Linked DNA regions of Mus musculus: region 2 is linked to region 1. Evidence: chromatin contacts called from public Hi-C data. All regions are on one chromosome and are shown on one strand. The core of a region is the stretch at or near the end of the contact, and the rest is flanking DNA. Distances in the headings are between cores, read along the strand shown. Region 1 has its middle 6.1 kb from the start of 4930547H16Rik. Region 2 overlaps Gm36019 (a long non-coding RNA gene).

Evidence for each region. A called contact is a pair of places that touch in the nucleus more often than the background predicts.
Region 2: a contact with region 1 is called in a Hi-C map of cerebral cortex, with 2.6 times the contacts expected there. The contact joins two enhancer-like sites. A contact is called at or near these places in 3 of 39 promoter capture datasets (hippocampal neurons and liver) and 3 of 484 Hi-C or Micro-C datasets (the HPC-7 cell line, bone marrow-derived DN3 thymocytes and cerebral cortex).

What each region holds. Positions count from the first base shown.
Region 1 is chr13:69,776,416-69,780,970 of GRCm38.p6, forward strand. No RefSeq gene overlaps it. Among named protein-coding and RNA genes, the nearest start is that of 4930547H16Rik, 6.1 kb to the left of the region's middle. Within about 2 kb of position 2,101, at least 9 of the 459 cell types and tissues checked have an H3K27ac peak or open chromatin away from gene starts, as enhancers often do. A contact at or near this core is called in cerebral cortex, where this site is marked.
Region 2 is chr13:69,988,093-69,992,940 of GRCm38.p6, forward strand. Gm36019 (a long non-coding RNA gene) reads left to right here. Exons shown (of 4, transcript XR_382628.3): 3 at 4,774-4,848. Among named protein-coding and RNA genes, the nearest start is that of Gm36019, 6.9 kb to the left of the region's middle. Within about 2 kb of position 3,334, at least 22 of the 459 cell types and tissues checked have an H3K27ac peak or open chromatin away from gene starts, as enhancers often do. A contact at or near this core is called in cerebral cortex, where this site is marked.

The DNA.
Region 1 (4,555 bases), core at 851-3,350:
CCCAGAATTCCTGTGCACAGCCCCAGGAATCTGTGCTGGTTTCTCAGGGAACTCTGGGTAGGAGAGCCCAGGAGATTGGGTGTTGCAGGGCACGGATCCTCTTGGAGAATGGAAGTTAGAGCCAGAATTTCCTGTTCTGAAGTTCTCTAGTCTGCATCGGCAGGACCTTCCAAACACTGCTTATAGCCTGGGCATTTGTGTGAGGGACAAGAAGTGTATCATAATGGACTGCCTCACTAGCGGAGGGAGTAAGAAATGTATAAAGAATTCAAAACTCTTCTAGAATGGATAAAGCTGTTGGTATGGTGTCTTAGCTAGAGTTTCTATTGCTATGAAGGGACACCAGGACCATGGCAACTCTTACACAGGAATATATTTAATTTGGGGCTGGCTTACAGTTTCAGAGGTTTATTCCACTATTGTCATGGTGGAAAGCATGGTCACTTGCAGGCAGACATGATGACATGCAGGCAGACACAGTGCTGGGAATATAGTTCTGCTGGCACGGGGCTTGCCTAGCATACACAGAGCCCTTGGTTCAATCCATTGCTCCTCATCAAGCATATGTTGTGGAGTTCGCCTATAGCTCTGTTACTTGGGAGCTGGAGGCAGGAAGATCAGAAATTCAAAGTCATCCTGAGCTATGCCGTGAACTCAAGACCACCCTGGAATAATTGGGACTCTGACTCAGGCAGAACATAGCGAGATGAGATGAAATCAATAAAGATGATCAACAAATTAATGTAGCAGATTGTTAATTGGAAGGAGGAAAGGCCCACAGATGTGGGAAGCCATTGAGCAGCAAATCCGATTTCTTCCTGTGACTGGAGGAAGGACTGCCCAGAGGGCATGGGATCTGAGTTCTCCTGGAAAAATAATGCACACTTACTGTAGAGATTTAAGTTGGGCCTTGGTTTTCTCTAGGTCATTTACATCCCCTAGGGCATGTTAACTGTGGTGAAATTAGCTCTACAAAACACTAATTTGGGTATTTATTTAAGGGTTCTCATAAAATTGCCACAGGGCTCCTGCAGAGACTTCATGTGCCAAGGTGGGGTGTGTGTGTGAGATACCTGGTGGGGCCTCCACTCTCTCATAGGAGAAGGGGAAGGGGTATTGGCAGAGGGACTGTGAGAGGGGGGACTGGGAGGGGGAACAGTGATTGGGATGTAAAGTGAATAAATAATAGTAATTAATAATAATAATAATAATAATAATAATCACACCTTGGGACTGGGCAGGTGACTCCATCAGTTATGTGTCACCTACTATACATACATGAGATACATACATGCGTGCATGAGACTCTGAGTTTAATCCCCAGAACCTCTTTTTATTTTTAAGAGTTGGTCGTGATGATGTATGCTTGTAATTCCATCTCTGGGGAGGCAGAGAATAGCAGATCCCTGCCACTCCCTTGCCAGACAGCCTAGGCAAACCAGTGAGTTCCCAGGTAAAATTTAGAGACACTGTTTCAAAAAAAACCCCAAATGACTAAGGAAGACACCCGAGGATGATCTCTGGCCTCTCTGTTCACTCACACATGTGTTCACATGTACCTACTACATGCTTATGCGCACACACACACACACACACACACACACACACACACACACACACACACCACATACCGTGGGCGATGCTTATTTGTAATCTTTTAGACATGCCCAAGAAAATTAAGCAAGTTATACAGGATAAGAAGTCGAGATAAATTATTCAAAGTTAGTTTGACATTTAAAAGGCTATTTATAAGAATGATCATTTTCTCCAGAAAATAAAAATAGTGAGAAGCGGCGTAAGAAGCCTGGCAGCTCTACCAGAGGGAGGCAAGTGCGAGGGGAAGGATTTCAGAGTTTCCGGAAAACGCGTTTTCGGTCTGCGCTGCGCTGTCCTCCTCGCTAACACTGGCGGCTCCGGCTTCTCGGGGAAGATTCCCAAATCCCGACTTTTCTTTTCCACCATGGGAAGGAGCAGCTGCACCAGTGCCCGCGTGATCATCAATGCCAGGTACTTCCTGCAATGGCAGTCTCCACTCTGCTTCTCAGAGCTCCATACCAAAGGGATAGCGCCTGGTGGCTGTTTGAGGCACGTGGGTGTTTGGTGGCATCACACCGGAAGTTATGTGGAGCCGCACATGTGGGTGGACTCCAGCTCGCAATCCAAGTAGGTGGTGACTCTTCTCCTTGGAAAAATTTCAGCTTCTCCCCACTCCCTCTTGCCAGGCCTGTTTTTGGTTTATCTGATAAGTTTTAAGCCTTCATTTTCCTGACTGTAAATATAGTAAGACCAGGATGAGACTCACAGCTTATGGTCCACACCCATGATTATAGATAAAGGCTGAGGTCCCCTGGTCAGATGGCATCCCAGTGGTCTCCTAGAAACCAGTACATGAGGTGTGGCCAGAGCGATATGGACCTCAGAATGGAGGATGCAAGTGTATACCACTCATCATGGATACATACATATAGTCAGTTCTTTTTTTTTTTTTTTAAGATTTTTATTTTATTGACATGAATACATTGTCACTGTCTTCAGACACACCAGAAGCGGGCATCAGATCCCATTACAGATGGTTGTGAGCCACCACGTGGTTGCTGGGAATTGAACTCAGGACCTCTGGAAGAGCAGTCGATGCTCTTAACCGCTGAGCCATCTCTCCAGCCCTAGTCAGTTCTTTAGGGAAAAGGAAATGAACGACTTTACAAAGTATGGATGTAAAAATACAAAGAACATTATTATTATCAGGCTAATAACTGGAGAATATGAAGGCGGTGTCTTGTGGAGTCGATCATGTTATTAATGCGTGCATTCTTCGGGTTGGGAACACTAGAAGCTCTTCCACTCAGCTACAGCTAATTGCTGTCAGCCACAGTGATGCTGCAGTAGACACTGGAAGCCACTGCTCTGATCCGTGTGTACCCAGAACCTGTTCACTATCAAGTCTCCACCTCCTCTGCATGCAGCGTTCGCCCCCTTCTGCCCTGTATGTCAGGAGCCTTTGAACTTCCCCTCGTAATTAAGGGAGAGTGTGTGGTGTTGCCTTTCTGTCCCTGACCTGCTTCACTTAAAACAATATGCCCCCAAGACCAACCATGTTTCTGCAAATGACAGTACTTTTATCTTCTGTTGGCCAAGTAATGTTCCACTGGGTCTAATCGTCCACCTTTTCTACATCTGTTTCTCTGCCAGTGGACGTTGAAGTTGTTTCCCTATGCTAGCTAATTAGACTAGCACTGCAGTGAGCATGGTGAGCAGGTGTGTCCCTGATAGATGGAGTTAATTTCTTTTGGTTGAACTCCAATTGTTGGAATTACTGCTACATGGTAGTTCTAAAAAACAAAACAAAACAAAAAAACCAAACTCAAAACAGAACAACAAAACACACTACTATTACTAAGTGTGTGCAACAACAAAACATACTAATATTACTGTGTATATATATATATATATATGTGTGTGTGTGTGTGTGTGTGTGTAAAAGTGCCACAGCACACACATGTACATCAGAGGACAGCTTGTGGGAGTCTCTTCTCTCCTCCCACCATGTGGGTCCCAGGTATAGAACTCAGGATTCAGGCTTGGTGGAAAGTGTCTTCACCAACTGGGCCATCTCACTGTTCAGTTGCAGTTTCTGTTTTCTGTAACATATTACCTTCCCACGGATATCATATTAGAGTCCCCTTCTCTGTGCCTTTGTCAGTACTTTTTTTTCCTTTGTAGTCTTCGTAATAACAAACAGACATTGTAACCAGAGTGAAGTGACTCCCATTGTGGTTTAGATCTGCGTCTCACTGATGGATACGCTGTTGGATGTTTTCATTTTCCTGCTGGCCCTTTGACAAACATATTTTCACATCATTTGCTTATTTTAAAATCAGGTTATTTAATTTTCATTCTCTTACCAGAGTAAGGGTCTAAAAATTGATAATGGAAGACCCCAGACTCGGATAGTATGCAAAGACAAAGAGTGTTAATTCTGCAGAAACAACCAGCATGAGGGGATCAACCATTCTCTAAAATGTTGACCTCAGACAAAGGTGCACTTCTTATAGGGAACCAGGAGAACTCTCTAGAGGATTAGGTAATCTGGTGGATGCCAGGCAGGCAGTCACACGTGGTCAGTAGTCTACATTCCTGTGTCATGAAGTTTTAACCATAGTATAAGACAGGGCTGCCCAGCCAGATAGCCCAATCTGAGCTATTTCCCCATTTTTGTGGTTATCCCCAGGCTGTCCTTTAGGAGGGAGTTTTATGACCTTGTTTTTGGATTTTCTGGTCTGTTCCTGCAGCTGGTATCTTATGGCCTTCTTTTTGAAATCAGGCCTGGTCCCTAAATGGTGACAAATGGGGTTTATGTCATCCTTTCACCAGATAAATAAATAGTCTGCAATTAATTCCCCACCCCCACCCCCCCCAAAAAAAACTAACCAGTTTTGTCAACTGACCACTTACTGTCCTGATACTTTGTACTTTGATGTAATGCCACGTGCCAATTTCTGTTTCTGAGTTGTGTGTTTTCCGGAGTCGCATCCGAAGGACTCCTTTCCAGAGCGAT
Region 2 (4,848 bases), core at 2,084-4,583, 210 kb after region 1:
GCTAGACCTGTGAATTATCAAAACTCTGCTTAATCGCTGGTGAAGGACATATTCTCTACCACCTCCCGCCCCCACCTCTCCCATCTATAAAGAAACCATCGCTTAACTTGTCCTTGAACTATTTCATATTTCAGTTAATTAAAAGAATGCGGAGGAAGCCTGTCTCCCTGGTTTGGTGTGGTTAATTAACAAAGGTATTCAATATGCCACTGTAAATGGCATTCTGCTAGCACTTAATTAAAATAAATACAAAAACTTAAAGGAACAAACAGATTTTGGCACTGGTCTGTGGTTTCAGGGCCAGATTTTATGTGTGGATATAACGCAAGCATAGGAATAAATCTCGAGTCTGTGCCCTTAATGGACTGGCGTCTGGCCAGAAGCAAGGAGGCTACAGCAGCAGTTCCAGCTTGCAGGCTTTAGGAAGGCTTGCCCCCTCCCCTCCTACCCACCCCACATGGGAGTGGCTGTCACCAACCCTCTCCACATCCCAGGGAAGGGAGCACAGCTTGGTCCCTTTTCATCCATCCTTCTGCTGACAACCCACAGTGTGCAGGACAAAGTGTGTTTATTCACCATGCTTCACCATGGGACTTGGAAACATATTTTAGATATGAACTCGTTGATCTTGCTCATTCCTCCTCGTGCTGCTGCTGGCTGCTAGAATGGAGGATGTCTTCAGACTGACCCATCAGGAGACTGGAGAGGAAGGAAACTCTTGTGAATGCTTCCCCATCCCCCAGATTGGGGATCCCTCCAAGTTTGCCATAACTGTAGCAATCTAGATGGTGCAAAATGAAAGGACCTCCCCCCCAAAAAAAACCTCCACAGAAATCTGACTCTTGGATTTGGAAAGTCGATTCTTGGATTTCCAAACCATTTGGGAATCAGTTTTTATATATGAGTAATCTTTGGAACAGAACCACGTGGATACCACCCAAGAAGAGCTTCTATGCTGGAGTTTTTGTTAGCATGTATGTGTGTGCATGTACATGCTTGCAACTGTTTGTGTGTAAGTTGCACAAATGTACATCATCACTGTGGAAGAAAAAACCACTGCATTCCTTTCAAAACAACTATAATTAAATCGTATTTGTAATATATTAAGAGCATTAAAATAGGAAAATACATAATTAAGGATAGTAAACCTGTAAGCCTGCTGGGCAGTGGTGGTATATGCAAATCTCAGAGTTTGTGGCTAGCCTGAGTTCCAGGACAGCCAGAGCCAGTCAAAAAAGAAAAAGAAAAATGTATGTTAAACCTAACTCACTTAGATCACAATATAAGGAAGATAGCTGGGAACACGTCTTAGATATTTCAGGAGTCTACTATTTCAGCCAGAGTCCGTCTCATGTAATCATTGGTCCTGAGTCAGGAAGCCTAAAGTAATGACTTCCTGGTGCTGGTGGAGAAGATCATAGAGGTTGGGTTCTGCTCTCAGACAGGAAGCCTGAATCATCAAAACCTGAGGTAGATGCCCCTTCCATTTAGACACCTAACAGACCAAGCTTAGTGTTCATGGCAGCCTTCTGTGGAGCACTGTGAAGCACCGCCTCTCTGCAGAGAGTTTCATTACAGATGCCAAAGTGGAACCTGAGCCACAGGTGCTGTGAGGGGATTATGGCAACAGTGGTGGGTAGAGTGCAGTTGCTTCAGGGAGTACTAGGCTGAGAGCCTTACAGGTGATTAATACATGCAGGTGTGTAATATAGGCCTGCAGGTGCTCTGGTGTGCAGGTGTTCAAGCATATACGTGCGAAGATGGGTAGAGACGCAGATAGATATACGGGTACTCAGGCGTGTAGATATGTAGGTGAAGATCTATAAAAGCATATAGACACACAGGTGTGCAGGAATTCAAGGGTAGCTTGAATACAGATATGCAGGTATGCAGACAGTTGTGGGGCTGCAAAGCTGTGCCACTGTGGGGTGGGGGGCCAGTCCAGAGCAAGAGTGAGGTCAAGATATGTACAAACCTGATAATCTCATCCTGAGACTAGCAGGAGCAGGGCTGTTTCCTCCTTGCTCTGGGCCTGCATAAGCCTGTATGACCCCCATCCCCATCACCACCACCACTACCACCACCTCTGCCATCCTTGAGATAATCATGTAGCCCGGTGGCCCAATTACAAGTTAAACTTCTCTCCCTAGAAGATGTCCAGCAAGCACCTGGAACTCCTTTTCATGCAAATGAACCATTCCCAGCACCTCAGCGCAGACAATGATGTACACTCATCCCCCAAACACATACCTGCTTCCCAAGGTTCATATAAGCCTTGGACCCCCCCCCCCCATAAAGTGAGGTGTTTCACTGAAAACCATTTCTGGAGAAGGCTATTTCTCCAGTACTACTACTGGCTGAGATCCTGCTAACCCACCCATCCAGCTAAGCTTCATTCCTTCCAATCCAGCCTAGTGCCCAATGGTGCCTGGGTACCCCGAGGGCAGAAGCAGACCCAGTGGCAGGCATTCAGGTGTGTTAGGCATGCTGATATGCAGCTTGCGGGTATACAAATGCTCAGGTACAAGGTTGCACAGGCAGATAGATGTGAAATCACTCAGGCATTCAAAATGCATGGGAGTACAGGCATGCAAATATGCAGATGTGCATCCATGCAGACAAGCAGGTGTGCAAGGGTAAGCACATGAGCAGGTACACATGTGAGCAGGTGTGTAAGCACACAGGCACAGGCATGCAGGTGTTCAAGTATGCATTCATGCAGGCCTGTCGGTACACTGGTTGTAGGTATATGGCTATATAGTGATATATGTAGACACCTAGGTGTACAAGTTTACAGGTGAAACCATGTGCATTGCTTTGCTATGGTTACCAAGACACAATGCCACAGCTTTGGAGCCTATGCAATTGGCCTGATTATTTAGGGGGCTAGAGGTCTCCTGTGTCCAAGCTATTAGCAGGTTTGGATTCTTCCAGAATGTCTTCTTGATGCCTCTCCACATGGTCTTTTCTCTGCATGCTCCTGTCTGGTTACCTTCTATCTCTTCTTAGACAAGTCCAGTTGCATTATGGAGGAGCCAAAGAGTCTCACTTCAATTTTATTTCCATTGTAGCACATTTGGTCAGATTCTGATGTGCCCAAGGATCAGTGTTTCAAATATGAATTTAAATTAGAACCCAATTTAGCCTGCACCATTATGGAACTGGCCCTTAATCATGGGCTCCACTGAGATTACTACATATAGTATGGAGTTGGTCTTTGTCTTGTTACATGACTGGGATTTAGGATCTGTTGTTTTGCCCTTATCTAGTAATAGTAAGTAGGTTTCAGGTTCCAGGGTAGATTGGGAATCCTGCTTTCTAATTTGCGCCCCCTGGTGTTGGACGTCGGGATAGCACACGGCAGAGTCTAGTTAGGGCGATGACACACTGGTGTGTGTGGGAGGGAAACAGTCAGGTGCTCTGAACTGTAAGGTGCAGGGCAGTGCTGGACTTTTATGAAGAGGAGCATGAAGTGTCAGCAGCGACTGACACAGGACCCAGGGATTAAGTCCCTAGGAGGTGAGGTTCAGGGGTAGGAAACAGAAATCTTTGCAGAGGGTTGGGGGTTAAGAACTAAGTCCCAGGGAGCCCTCAGAGAGTGGAGCAGGGTTCCCATGGAGACTTGCCAGCGAGGCAGATTTGACTGTGGTGCCTGGGGGAGGCTGGCAGCTCAGGGGTAGCGAGGGTAGGTGGGTGAGGGGGCCCCCACAGCGCAACGCTACAGTGTGCTATCCCTCAGTGTCTGAGCCTGCGCTCCTTGGTGGAGATCTTTCCACCTGCCCTTCATGCTTACCCTTTATGCGTCTGACCGTAAACACAGACGGTGTTCTCGCTCAGCAGACGGCAGAAACACTAGTTTACAGCCTTGGCAGCACAAACCTGCAAAAAACCAAATGCCTTATTCTGAGGGATGCGTAATGAGTGCCAGTTTCCGGGAAGCGTCTTAGCATTGATTAAAAACACCAGAGCCCATGTGAGAATGATCCGAGCCTCACCCTGCTGTCTCCCGGAGCAGCTAACTACAGTCCCAGGAGGAAAGGCTGCTGTCAGCCCCGTGCTGCAAGCTGCATGGCGACAGGGACCTGCTGGGACTCCCTTCAGCTGCTTCTTACAGGACTGTATGAGGCCCGCGGGCATCTCTACATTAGCCCTGCAACTTCTTCACACAGCATCCACCAACTCCAGTCAGGTGACTGAACAGAGCCCCATTCCCCACCCCACCCCCAGCTGCCCAGCTTTCCCGAGTATGCCGACTAAAAATACTTCTGTAACTGCCATCATTTAGGAATTTAGTCAGTAGCAACATAAAAATAGCATCTACCTACAGTAGAGATCTTATCAAATTAGGGGTTCTATTTGTAATTAAAACAGAAGATGTTCATTCATCTAGTACAATACGTGATGCAGTGTGAATGTCAACATGGGTTCTAAAAGGTACTCAGGGCTAAGATTAAAATGGGAAACTTAATCATTTCTGAGTGGCTCAGACACTAGACAACTCTTACAGATGATGCATGTCCCTCAGGATCTGGCTGTGTGTGACCTTGAGAGCGTCTTCAAGGGCACAGAGGAAGGCGTGCACAAACACACGCTTACACACCACATACTATTGATTTTGCTTCTCTGCCTAGCCCACCCCATCCTCCTGGTTCCTTGTCTCCATTAAGCCTACTTTGTCCAGCCTAATTGACTGTCTCATTTTCTGCCTGTCACAGAGTTTCTATGCCAGCATTTGGTACAGTATACATTGTCTATCTGTATCTATGTCCCTAGGACATCTCCTGAATGAGCCTCCATATTCTCCATCCAGTTACCTAGGGGATGACACCATAGCCTGGGCCCTGCTGT